3 separate regions of the Danio rerio genome follow, and regions 1 and 2 are each linked to region 3. Evidence: chromatin contacts called from public HiChIP or PLAC-seq data. All regions are on one chromosome and are shown on one strand. The core of a region is the stretch at or near the end of the contact, and the rest is flanking DNA. Distances in the headings are between cores, read along the strand shown.

The links. HiChIP or PLAC-seq counts read pairs in DNA pulled down with a chosen protein or histone mark.
Region 1: an H3K4me3 HiChIP or PLAC-seq map of embryo shows a contact between it and region 3, with 4 times the contacts expected there. The contact joins the promoter of zgc:101566 here to the promoter of cry2 in region 3. A contact is called at or near these places in 2 of 4 datasets of contacts at active chromatin or transcription factors (caudal fin and embryo).
Region 2: a contact with region 3 is called in an H3K4me3 HiChIP or PLAC-seq map of embryo, with 3 times the contacts expected there. The contact joins the promoter of chst1 here to the promoter of cry2 in region 3. A contact is called at or near these places in 1 of 18 Hi-C or Micro-C datasets (caudal fin) and 1 of 4 datasets of contacts at active chromatin or transcription factors (embryo).

Annotation. Positions count from the first base shown.
Region 1 is chr25:15,025,502-15,030,185 of GRCz12tu, reverse strand. It overlaps zgc:101566, which reads left to right and starts at 1,688. Exons shown (of 3, transcript NM_001005996.2): 1 at 1,688-1,878; 2 at 2,697-2,790. The coding sequence starts at 1,873. LOC141380932 (a long non-coding RNA gene) reads right to left here and starts at 1,718. Exons shown (of 3, transcript XR_012400324.1): 1 at 1,543-1,718; 2 at 283-343; 3 at 1-197.
Region 2 is chr25:14,957,265-14,962,043 of GRCz12tu, reverse strand. chst1 (carbohydrate (keratan sulfate Gal-6) sulfotransferase 1) reads right to left here and starts at 3,444. Exons shown (of 2, transcript NM_001003518.3): 1 at 2,976-3,444; 2 at 1-2,183. The coding sequence starts at 2,124. The coding sequence ends at 862.
Region 3 is chr25:14,802,764-14,807,442 of GRCz12tu, reverse strand. It overlaps cry2 (cryptochrome circadian regulator 2), which reads left to right and starts at 3,028. Exons shown (of 11, transcript NM_131786.2): 1 at 3,028-3,289. The coding sequence starts at 3,132.

The DNA of each region.
Region 1 (4,684 bases), core at 439-2,938, 220 kb before region 3:
CTCCATAGTAATGTAGCATTCTAATTGAATATTTGCTAAACAGATCAAGTCCATTCATGCCCTCTTTTAACTGTTTCTGAATTCTGTTTTAAAAGAAAAGTTTCACTCACAGTGAACTCTGACATGGATGCAGAACCACATCAATTTCACTTCCGGCCAATAAAAGCCGAATCCACCTCCGTTTCACCTCTAGTCTTCTTTTTGATGAGGTAATATATTATTCAGCAGCATGTAAGAGGCAGTTTGTCAGAACAAACGGTGGAGACATTAAAGGTTTCTCACCTTTTCTCAGCTGTCATTACTGTCAGCGTAATCCTCTGAATCACTGTCAGAAAACACAGATCTGTAGAGCCAACGTTTTATAAAACATAAATAAAGAAGTGTAGCTAATCTGGGACATGTGTTGCTCTTAAAGGGACAGTATATTCAAAAAGAAAAATTTGCATGCAATCTAAAATGTAGGTGATTTATTTTCTACAGTACCACACTGATGCAGCTTTTTAGCTGATATTGTGGTGTTTGCTGATTCATAAAATCAAGTCAAAAAAATTATAATAGCCATGTCTCATGTAGGCATATGATTTTGATGGTATGATAACCTTGGATACAAATATTACTGCTTTATGGTATTGTGATCACTGCTCTAAAATATATATTTTTTAAAACTTTTTCCCCTTTGAACACAATATATTTTATTTTATTTTAAGAAACATTAAAAATTTTAACAAATCACGATATACCATGAAAATGGTTATTGTCCATTGCCTAGTCTCATAACAATACATTGAGTTTGTATTGTGAATTATGAAGTGATGTTGTATGTTTAGGCCTACAGCAGAGGAGGACATGTTGCATTGTTAATATGTTATATAACAAAATTATTAATAAATAGTATCACTTCACAAGTTAGTTTGTTACAGTTGTTGAAAAAGGATGAAAATGGTGGATAGAACAAAAACCGTCACATCTACATTTATTTGTCCAAAACTTTAACTTTTAGATAAAACTTTTTGATAAAAGTAGTTTTTTTAGGTAAAAATTAAACACTTTGTTTGAGTCTAAGGTTGTAAATATGATTGTTTTGCTTCTTAAACCTGAACATACAGTACAGTATCAGCTTTGTTTGCCTTTTATATGTTTTGTTGCCACTCAATAACAAAGTCAAGGAATCCATTTTTAACTGAATATCTGTTCTACTAAGTTAAAAAGTCACATACTTATACTTTGAGTTGATTAAAAGTTATTTTACAATTTAGAAAAAAGTATGTTTGAAACTCAGCTTTTGTACAATACAGTTTTTTTTTTTTTTTTTTTTACAAATAACTAGGTTTGAATATACTAAAGCACTGTTAACCAGGAACAGTTATAACAGTTAAATAATCCAAAACTACAAACAATAAGCCATAATATGTTTAAAAATCTAATTTAAATAAACTGCCTTGTTGTTGAAGCTTTAAACATCCAAATACAAAAAAGGCCTCGATATTTTGAAAAAACACAGAAAGGCTAGATATGTCACAGAAATCTTCTGTTCTGGTTTACCTGATGGAAGATGAGACGTTAAAATGTCGTCTCGGTCCCTATTGAACATTTACTGAGGTAAATTGTGCTAAAATACACCCAAAATTTCCTCCTCCTCATCATCTGAATATAATAACCTTCTGCTGCCGCCTATCGACGAACAACAGCATGATCCCTCGAATTCCGTAAACATCCCCAACGTCACTTCCGCTTACATTCGCATAAAAAACATAGCAAACGCTGTATTTATTTCGTATTAAGCGCAATTTCCATCCTACTTTCTGCGTCTCCATCAATACTGAAGTGCAGAGACGCCCTTTCCAAACCACGGCTGTATAAATAGCCTCAGTGATGAAGGTGAGTGGAGGATTTGCTTTTGTTTTGCGTGACAGTATTAAAAGCAAACCTGTTCTTACCTCATTCTGCACGAGCTCAAACTGTTGAATATTTATAATATATTTAAATACATACTTAAGCTTGTTTGGGGTGTGCCAATAACTGCGATTTCGCCGTATTGATGTCAAATTATTACCTCTGATAATGGATAAGGTTATGATGAAACCTTAAACAGGACAGCTGACATTGAGTCGATGTCTAAATATACCATCCCAACTGCGTGATTATGCAAAATATAGCCTGCTCTACGAGCTTTGCAGGTGTACTTTTGTTTGTTTTTGCTGCCAGAAAAGTTTATTTTAGTTGTGTTATAGGTGATGATGATGATGATGATGATGATAATGATGGTGATGATGATAATTATTATGGTATTTGAGTCATGTTATGTATTATATTTTGCACAGTATAACTATTAAGTAAATATGCGTTGTTTGTTATTTAAGTAAGTATTTTTATAAATGCATTTAGCATAATTTTATAAATGTCAGATAATTAATTAAAGCTTTTATATTTAAACCATGACATGTTGTCAGGAGATCTGCCATCAAGTTGATGCTCTCATGTAACTTCAAATGAAATTTTGGTATTTGTTCAAAATGGTATGTTTTAGAATTGAATAAACTACTTAATGCTACAAAAACAACATATAAAGGATACTTTGTTAATATTTTATGTGATACAGATGGTATGTTTGGTGACATACACTGTATTTTGACTTGTTTACATTGAAGCATGTTTATGTATCAACTGTACAAACTGTATCATTTTGTTAATTTAAGGGCCCAAGTACAGAGACTGAGGTGATTGAGGAAGCACCTGCTGACCCAAATAATGAAGAACTTCCACCTTATCTGCGTGAAGAACCACCTGAGGGTATGTTCTGCCTTGTTTATGCTTTCATAATGTTTTGATCTTGGTTACAACTTCGAGCATGAAGATTAATTGAATATTGTGGTAATTATTTTGATCAATAAAAATATGTTGAGTATGTGATGATGATATGGCAGTAAGAAAATGATTTATATGAAGAGATAAATAAAAAATGTATGTTTTAGGACTTTAGGACAATTTTTAAAAACTTTTTAAGGGGATGTTTAAAGAAAACAAAAGTTATTGTTGCACATTATATCGAAGCGGTTCATCTGCGGCTACTAGTTGGTTTGAGATTGGAATAGGTGTAGACATTAATTAAACACAATTGAATGGGTAAATTATTAAGTAAAAGAAAAACATCTTGTTCACTTCTTGATGCAGCTGTATTCTTTTTAGCGACATCCTTGGAGGGCTAATGTCCTGCAGATTTTAGCTCCAACGCTAATCAAACACACCTGAATAAGCTTGTAGTTGTAGTTGTAGTTGTAGTTGTAGTAGTAGTAGTAGTAGTAGTAGTAGTAGTAGCTGCTGCTCCAACCCTAATTAAACACAACCGAACAAGCTTGTAGTAGTAGTAGCTGCTGCTCCAACCCTAATCAAACACACCTGAACAAGCCAGTACTAATAGTAGTGGTAGTAGTAGCAGCTCCAACCCTAATCAAACACACCTGAACAAGCTTGTAGTAGTAGCTTCTTTTACTAAAATCAAACACACCTGAGCAAGCTTTTCGTAGTAGTAGTAGCTGCCTCTCCAACTCATAATCAACCACACCTAAACAAGCTAGTAGTAGTAGTAGTAATAATAGCATTAGTAGCTCTAACCATAATCAAACACGCCTGAACAAGCTAGTAGTAGTATCAGCGGTAGCTGCTGCTGCCCCAATCCTAATCAAACACACCTGAGCAAGATAGCGGTGGTAGTAGTAGCTCCAGCCCTAATCAAACACACATAAACAAGCTTGTAGTAGTAGCTTCAGCCCTAATCAAACACACCTGAGCAAGCTTGGAGTAGTAGTAGTAGCAGTAGCTCCAACCCTAATCAAACCCACCTGAACAAGGTAGTAGTAGTAGTAGTAGTGGTAGTAACTGCTGTACCAACTCTAATTAAACACACTTGAACAAGCTGGTAGTAGTAGTAGCTGCTACTCCAACCCTAATATAACACACCTGAACAAGCTAGTAGTCGTATCACTCCCATCATTATCATCATCATCATCGTCATAATAATCATCATCATCATCATCATCAGTAGAGTAGTATACCAGTAAAAGTATCCTACAATCTTTCAGACAACTTAGAGCTAAACTCTGCAGCACACCAGCCCCTATGTAAACCATGAAAAATGTGATTTTGTGAAATTTATAATGAGTACTACATGTTCAGTGTACAAGGGAGTATTTGACATGCAAAGCAACAAGGGTAGATTTCAGGACCAATGTTGTTGTCAGTGCGTTAAACATTTAAAAAATATAAGTTTTTGGTACACTAAATTCATCTTTAGTCATATTTTGACCTCACTGAATCATTACCTTTATCAAATGTTTATGCTTTTAGAAAATTATAATATCCAGAGCTGGATTCTTGGTCATTTCATATTTTCGAATGGAGTTCAAATGCATTTACTTTAAAGACATTTGTATATATAATAATATGTTATATATTATATTTAAATATACACTACGGTTTCAGGTTGGTGAAAAAAAATATGGCGAACTCCTATGCTCTGAAAAAAAACATAAAAACTGTCAAATGTAGAATATTATTACATTTTTAAATAGCCTTATTTTGTTTGATTTTATTATCTGTGATGATAGATATTGTTTTTTCAGCATTTTCAGCCTGAAGTGTCACAGGATTTGAAAAGAAAAATCTTACTTCTTTTTATTATCAGTAT
Region 2 (4,779 bases), core at 2,195-4,694, 150 kb before region 3:
TCCCATGAACACTGAATACAAATCCCTATGCACTGAATCAATGAAAAATTGTTATATGATGATGAGGGCAGCCTCTAAAGGATGAATAATTCCATGCATTTCATATGAAAACCTCTAAACTAACAAACTGTCGACTTTAAAAACTTGATTGCATTGGATTTCTCTGAAATAGTGTCATGGCGTTTGGCAAAAATATAACAGAAACCTTCATTGTGGCGAAACAGTGGTCATTGAGTTTTTACAACTAATTTGTAAACCAAACAATGCAAGCACACTGAAGTGCTTTTACTGTGAGTTTACTTTCTTTCTTTTTTTTTTAACCCAGGTACAGCTCCAGCACATTATGCATTCTAAAAGCAAATCAAACACGAGCATAAACCCCCAGAAAGCTCTCTGACAGTCAAGTCTTTGCACTGAGAAACAACCTGAGAAATAGTCTGACTGTGACATTCACAATTTTATTGCACGGCTGTAATTATACATGACAGCATTTTTCAGTCCCACATTGAAGAGTGTTTATCTTGAGAATAGTCTGGGTTCTTTGACTGACAAAATTTTCACATTCACTGTTGTCAAAGCAATGACCAGCATACAGAATTTCTTTGTCAATAGTGTGGTGCTCTGCTCTAATATATAAATAAGGAACGTTGCCTATCTCAATGCAATCGCCGCAATCAAGGTGAAGTTGAGATCTCTTTACAGCTAAGTGTTTTGGTTCTTGTGCTGTTCAGAAATATCATAGAGGGGGGACTGCGAGGGAGTCTCCGAAGTTACAAAAAGGTTCATAGTGCAAATGTCAGTCACATTAAGGCAAGAATATAAATGTAGAAAAATAGTTGTGCGTGCACGTGATTACCTTTGTTACAAAAAAGGTATGAAGGTTTTGTCCTCAATGAGAGAGATGGACATGTTTTTCAGCTCCTCAGGGGAGTTGACAGCTTTGTAGCCGAGCTCATCTAAAATGTGCTGACAAACAGTTTGTGTGTAATCAACTATGTCATGAGACAATTTCAACCTCCAGCTCTCTGCGTTAGCCGCCGAGTCCCTCAATGTGCCGTACTTATGCTTTGCTGACACATCGTTATTGCCTCTTGTGTTGTTATGTATCCAGTCCACCACACTTTTTTCCAGCGAAAGTCCAAGGAATTCATAAACCTCCTTGGTTTTTTGGAGTGGATTTCTGGCTAGGTCCTCGTATCTCACCAGCATGTACCGTCCTCGAAGCCACGGTGGCCGGCTTAAACCTGTGGACACCGAGTTCAGAAAGTCGTCACACACTGTCGTGAGCTGGGTCAAATCCAGGTTGTAGGGTTTACGGCCTGTGGCTCTCCAGATCCGCCATAGGCGGTAAGTGTCCCGGAAGGTTTCAATCCTCGATGATAATATTCCACGTGGGTCCCTTACCAACTGTATAACCTTCAAATTAAGCCGAGGGTCTTCAATCAGTGCCTTAAGATCGTTGACCTCCGGGATACGCACCGTTTTAATGGCCACATGCCGTCTTTCTCGGCATGATTCGGTAGCTAGGGTCAAATTAAGAGAGGCACACTTCCGAACACAATCCCCCTCTTCTATATTGCCATCATTGGGGCTGAAAGCATCACAAACCGGCATAGAACAGAGGGCTTTGCTGGCTCCACGTCGAAACAGTTTATCCGTGGTGTGGTTTGCCGGCTGCGGTTTGATGTAACTCTCTAGGAAATACAAGTCGCAGTTGTACAGGCTTCTAAGAAGGTCACGACTGGCTCCCAGCATCACTCGGCGCTCCACAGCGTATCTGCTGGGAGAAAGGTGAGGGATTAAGGTCGTTTGGACATGATAGAGTGGTTCAAAGAGATAGAACACATCTGAGTGCTGGTTGAACAACTGTCCAACGAAAGAGGAGCCGCTGCGAGTGGTTGCCAAGATGAGGATGTGAGTCTTCCTTGAGGAATTGTAATTAAAATATGGGTACTCATCACACATCCGATCGAACGACTCCACATCCTGCCCCAAACCACAGTTCAGGGGGTTAGGAACAGGGCAAATATGAAAAGGCTTGGCTGTGAAAGTCCTGATTGCTGTGTATTGGATCGCTATGGACACCAATGCAAGCAGAATCACAGCCTTCCAGGAACATTGCATGGCTGGGTAACTTCATTTAGAGGATGCAGTCTGATTTGATCCTATCCACAAAGACAAAGCTGAAAAACAAAAGATCTCAGCGTGAGTTTGAAAACCAGGAAAAAGCAGAACATGAATTTGCATTGTATATAACATTATATAACATGCTATAATAATGAGTCAATACCAGAAACAAAAAAGCATATTTTAAATTTAGGATTTAAAGATTTAAACTAGAATGACTCCTTGTTAAATTCTGGGAAAAGCAAATCTCCTTTCAACACATATTACATTACATTCTGCTTCACAATGCAAGCCTTAAGCAGTCGCTTATTGCAGTATGACACTTTGATAAACTACTTAACGTTTTAATGCAGCCAAACTCTTACAACTAAACTGCTTCCTACAGGCTTTTACACAAGCCTGAGGTATTTTGTTTTTCCCTTGGGGAAATCAGCAAAGGTTCGTGCAAACCTGCGTCTAGAATTCAGGCAGGTTTCAAAATCGCTTCTTTTCCACAAACTGGCACCAGTTCAGGCACCTGTAGAGAGATGCTTTAATTGCAATCCCTCACAATACCATATGCATGCTTATTGTGAAATGTTTGAAAGGCAGCCGTCGTCGACCGCGCGCGTCGAGTTCTGATTTACCGCAGTGCAACACAACTCGGTATTCAGTTGAAAATAAAAAAATAGCAGATCCGATCTGACTGTATAAATCAGTGAGCAACTTATTCCCCCTATTCCAGCAGAAACATTTCCGAAATCCAGTTGCCTCGAAAATATCGTCAAAATAAACACTTCGATATACTTGCCTCATATAAAGCTGTATGAGAACATGACGAAAAATTAAACAAAAGAGAAAAAAATCACCATATGCCGTGATGGCTTCGCGTAGTCGTCCCGTAACGCCCGTCATAGACGCTTTATCGCTTTAATTCATATCTCCAAATGTCGAAGGGCTCCTTATTCCCTAAAAAAACGAAGAAAAGGTCGTATATCCTCAAGCAGCCCCATTCATGCTCGGGGAAAACATTCAAAGACAGGCTCCGCGGAGAGACAACGGATGAATAAGGTATTGATGCGCATCCTCAGACATCTCTCTGTGACTAAACGCGAAACGCCGGACAGATATTTCGTTGGTTTGTCGTGAGGAGAAGACTGAAGAGAGGTGTGCCAGTTGGTCCCAGATTAAGTCAAACGTAGACAGTCCTACGAATATTCATCCCCTTCCCTCAAAACCACAGTTGACAAAGGCTGAGGGAGGGGAAAACAGCACGGGGGGAGGCAGATTTGGTTCACTATACGCGTCCTCCCTTTGAACACGTCTGTGTTCAATGCTAAAGCCTATGAACGCCGAGTTAGTTTATATGAGGTGAACTGGTGGCATCTAGAAATTTCAGTTCGCTATATTTTTGACGAAAGCATGTATTTAGGAATATATGCGAGGGCAGACACGGCCAGCTGGTGGATTTCAGTACCGACTGACTGGAAGGCTGAAGATAATTATGTAATGCCACAGTATGTTTTTAAAAATAGTGTTTTTTGTTTATTATAAGTGGGTGTAGGTTCCTCAGACCTTGTTTTTTGCTCGTAATTTGTATTTTGTTTCATATATCTTTGTTGGTTATAATAATAGTGCTGTTATTGGTTTATTAACACTTTTTAGGTGTAGTAGCCATATATTTTTAATTCCACCGTTTAATACAAATGCATTTTGTATGTATAGAGTACCTAAATGAAGCAAAACTCTGGTTAAATTGAAGTTCTAATAGTTTAAAAGAAATCATTTTTGTTGTAGTAGTTGTGTATCAATCGCCTCACAGCAAGAAAGTCGCTGGTTTGAGCCCCGGCTGGGTCAGTTGGCAATTCTGTGTGGAGTTTGCATGTTCTCCCTGTGTTTGCGTGAGTTTGTTTGTATTAGCTAAATTGTCCGTAGTGTGTTAATAGGTGTATATGGATGTTTGCCAGTGATGGGTTGCAGCTAGAAGGTTGCTGTGTAAAACATATGCTGGATAAGTTGGTGGTTCATTCCACTGTGGTGACCCCTGATTAATAAAGCGACTAAGCCGAAAACAAAACGAATGAATGAGCAGTAGCAGTAAAGCCATGGTTAATTTTTGTAAAGTTTTGTATCTCATTTAACATTAGCTACACCATAACAAATATTATTTTCTTACTGTTCTTCAAAAACTTTCCTATGTTCATCCATGGAAAACAAAGCAGAACGCTCTGACTTTTCTTGTCCATATAAGCAAATGGAAACGATTAAGTTGTAAAATTCTAAAAGGCAAGGTGTGTCCATATACTGTAAATTGTGTGTTACAATAAACCATTAAAAAAAAAAAAACTAATTCGTTTAAACATTACCGTGTCACTGAATAGAAATGTTTGTTCAGATGTGCATCAGTGCATTGAGAGCATAGCTGATCTTTAATTCACACCACAGTTCTTGATTCAATTCAAAATTGGACAATCGAAGATTGGATAAACATTGCCTGGTCTGATGAGTCTCGATTTCTGCCGTTCGGATGATAGGGTCAGAATTTGCAATCAACAACATTAAAGCATCCTGTCTTGTAACAAACAGTTCAGACTGGTGGTGTAATGGTGTGGGGGATTTTTTCTTAGCACACTTTTGGTCTGTTAGTACCAATTAAGACTTGTGTCAACGCCA
Region 3 (4,679 bases), core at 1,779-4,278:
AAAGCATTATGGAAATAATATATATATATAATATGTATTCAATATAACTTATCTCTAATACAACAACAAAATCTGTTCCGCATTGGATGTCATTCCCTCGCTGTAAATGCTAGCACTCGCGTTTTTTTTTCTGCCACCTCGATGTGCACGCATCCTGAATGTTTACAAACTGGTAATTCACCTATTGTGAAACTCAACATCTTAAATTGAAACAAAGAGTCTCTCTAAGTTGAGTAGACACATTTTCAAGGCAGCTGGTGAGCTTTTTGAGTTTGTAAGTTTAACCAATGTGAAATGTTTTACAGTGTGGGATGATAGATAATTTACAAGAATGAACTCTTTAAATCTATTTCTACAGATTACAAGTACTGTTATTCTTTTATCCTCTCTTCTTTTATATTTTTCTTCCATATGCTGAAATGATTTAGATTTTAGAAGTCAAGAATTGTGCATTTTTAGTGCTATCTAGAGCAGAGATGCCCAAAGTAGGGTCCGCGGGCCAAAGTTGGCCAATGCTAACCTTTGATTTGGCCCACCATCCCATTTGAGAAGATAGTGAGAATGATGAGGCAAAAACAGGACAGAGGTCATTCATTTCAATTCAATGTAACCTTTTGTTTTTGTTTGTTTTGTCCTTTCCTTTGTTTTGTAAATGAATCAAATTTTTAAAAATGTAAATGCTGTCACTCGACAAATAGAGGACAATGGCATGTGCAGTTTAGTGTATCCAGCATTGAACTCAATGGTGTTATTAATGGGATTGTTGATGCTTTCACTGTAATGAATTCATTTCAGATTCAGACATTTTTATAGACTGCATTAGTTAATATAACTTATCTTTAAATATTAGGAAAGAAATTAGGAAATTACTCAATACAGTTTGATTTACCTTCTGCCCACAGCCGACTTTTCTCATAAGAAAAAGTTTGGGCACCCCTGATCTAGAGGCACAAGTCTACTTTCTGTTCTAGAAATCAGTAGACAAAAGAGGATGGTCAGTGAAGAGCTGAAATATGTAAATGAATATGGTTCAATAATAATTTGGTTTCGTAATTAAAATTGCTCGGCTCAGTTGGCGTTTCTGTGTGGAGTTTGCATGTTCTCCCTGAGTTTGTGTGGGTTTCTTCCGGGTGCTCCGGTTTCCCCCCACAGTCCAAAGACATGCGATACAGATGAATTGATTAGGTTAATTTGTCCGTAGTGTATGAGTGTGTGTGTGGATGTTTCCAGAGATGGGTTGCGGCTGGAAGGGCATCTGCTGCCTAAAAACTTTCTTGGATAAGTTGGCGGTTCATTCCGCTGTGGCAACCCCGCATTAATAAAGGGACTAAGCCGACAAGAAAATGAATGAATGAATGAATTAAAATTGCTCTAGGATGTATTGCTTCATCATTATGTTATGCACAAGGAGTTCATACAGATGAGGTAAATTAAGAAGCTCTGAAAATAGAGTAAATTGTAGTTTAAAAATCAGTCTCTCTAGAGGCCAGTGCATGAACGGATTCACAACTACAGCATAAAAGTTCACTTGTTTAAGCTCACGTTTCATCTTGGTTAAAGTTACTCATTAATTGACGGAGTTGTCGTAAGAGAGAAAACATTGTGCATTAACTAATTATTATTTTTATAAAAAATAAAAGATAAGACATGCATGTTGCTAGAGTGGAGCTGCACAAACTAGGTAACATAAATAATGTATTATTATAGTATTGATTACATTATTGCACTTTTGATGCACAATTATTTATATTATAGTATTAAAAGATGCATTCATTCATTTACGTTTCGGCTTAGTCCCATTTTTAATCAGGGGTCGCCACAGCCGAATGAACCACCAACTTATCCATCATATGTTTTACGCAGCAGATGCCCTTCCAGCTGCGACCCATCACTGGGAAACACCCTTACACTCTCATTTACACACACACTACAGACAATTTAGCTCACCCAATTCACCTATAGCCATGTCTTTGAACCTGTGGGGGAAACCGGAGCACCTGGAGGAAACCCACGCAAACACAGAGAGAACATGCAAACTCCATACAGAAATGACCCAGCCGAGGCTCGAACCAGCAACCTTCTTGCCGCAAGGCGACTGTGCCACAGTGAAACCCTAGTATTAACCCTAGTATTAATAGTATTTGTGAGAATTAACTTTTTTCACCAATACATTTTATTATTTTATATGAGAAATTATTTGAAAATATATATTTCTTTGTTACAATGTTCGTGTACATCTATATTGTTATTATTTGCAAGAATTAAATTTTTTCTACCACACATTTGCTCATTATATAATATAATACTATATTATAGATTGATTTACAGACAGGCAGGCAGACAGACAGATAGATAGTATAGTAATGTACTACTGTAACAGTTATACATAAATATTATTTTTATTATTTTACTGTAAAGATTCTTTGTTTCGTTCATATTACTTTTTTAAAGAGGCTAGTCAGACAGGTTGAAACACTGACCCATGGGCATGTGAGCCAAACCTGACCTCTATTTCAGCCACAGTAACCTTAAAAGTTCATTGACCATAATCTGAACCCTTTATTTATCTGATCTCGTTAATGTGAAGAACAACCGCGAGGAGGCGCAAAAACACCACTCAACTACAACTGCGTTTGCTCAGGATCCTCTTATAAAACATGTTTGGCATCTGCAAGTGTGCATACACACACACATCAGTATGGGAGAAATACATTCCTCATTCTCCAGCTGTGGTGTGGCGTTGCTCGCTGCAGACGGTATTTTGCAAAGAGCACTTGACTCTGCGCGTGACTTGAGTGTTGTTACCAAGTTGCACGAATTGATGTCATAATTTGACGATGAACATGGCGAACAACACACCAAAGAAACGTGACGGGGCTGGACCTGCATCGTGAGCCCGAGCCAATCACAGCTCGGAGGCCCGAGTCACTCATTCCGGTAATCCGTACACGTGTCCGCCCGCTGGCCAATGAACGCGGGGAGAGGCGGAAAAAAACCATTGCGTCTGCTGTGTCTGCTCCCCATCTCAAACTCTACACTGAACCACAATGTGCGTGCAGGACGGCTGAAATCGCGAATTGTTTACTCTTCTGGATTTCCTTGGAACTTTTACGATGGAATAAAGCGCTATTATGGTGGTGAATTCGGTGCATTGGTTTCGCAAAGGGCTGCGGCTTCATGATAATCCGGCTTTGCAGGAAGCTCTAAATGGCGCGGATACTGTACGGTGTGTTTATATTTTGGACCCGTGGTTTGCAGGCTCGGCTAACGTGGGAGTCAACCGATGGAGGTGGGTTTCACTTATTTTTTGGCGTGTTGTGGTTATGTTGAAAATTAGGATATGTTGTTTTGGTGTTTTAGTGATTATTGGAAATGGTAACGTTAGCGGTTAACTGCGCAGCTCTTTTGCACAAACGCTGCTGTTTTGGCCTTATGTCTGATATGTAAGTCTGAAATGTAATTTTACCGTAATATGTTCGTGTGAATGTCGGATTTAAGTGGTAAATGACGTATTTATTATATATACATAAAAAAACTTAACACGCTTGCGTGCGGCCCTGGTTGATGTTTTGACTAAGTTAGTTTAACAAACTTTGTTACTCAACTTAAACACCAATGATTGAACTATTTAAAATGTTATTTCCTTTTTTAAACACCGATTGATAAACTAATGTTTATTTGCGTGAATTGTGTAATTCCGTGGCGGTGCCATGAGAGCAAATGGAGGCTAATGATAACAGGCTAGTCGTTTTGCTCACGCCCACTTCGGTTTTATATAACGGCTAAAATTACCAATTTCGTTACTGCGTCATTGAGTGTTTTCTCGATGAACTCTAAATCTTTATAGACTGAAACTGATGTAAAGTGTGTGTAAAATGTTGTTTTCGTATGCAAAAGCTCGAGTCACGTGACGGAGCGATTGTATTTTCACGTGTTGTGTCTTAGCAGACATGCCGAGGGAGGGATGCGGTGTTTGAATGAACAAACCAGACATAATGTATTGTGAAATCTGTCAAAACGTTGTCAAATATTTTGATTATTTTGTTTATGTGCCCATTTTTCTTATGTTGTAATAATAATAATTATTATTATAATTATTATAAACATTGTGCATGATTAATAAGACAATAACGTTACTCAATATCTAGTTTAGTTAAAATATGTTTGTTAGCTTTCGTAAGTTTATGATTCATTCCAATGTCTCGTCTTTTAAAGCCATTGAATAAGATTTGTGACTTTCTGCTGTCCTCGAAGAACGAGTTCACCCGCAAATAACATTTGCTGTATGTTTACTCATCCACAAGGCAATCAAAGATGTAGGTGACTTTCTGAAGTAAAATTGTAAAGATTTGTTTAGCTTAAGCTGTGGTCCTTCGTGATTTGTAAAATGCAAGTCAGTGGATTCTGCCACTTTGATAGTCAAAATACATACAGGCAAACTTAAAGTAATACTTGTTATACTCCTTTAAAAACATTGAGGTCTTTTGAAGTAAGAAAACAAGACGACAAATAGGTTCCCTAAAGTATCTAGGCCTTAATTTGTTTCTCTTTTACGCTTTGATAGGTGATAAGTATTATTTTTTATATTATTTCTAACCAGCTATGTTAAATAATAATCTTAATTGACCATTGTGTTTTACTAATGGCTTAAATGAGTGCAAACTATTCATTCACCCTAA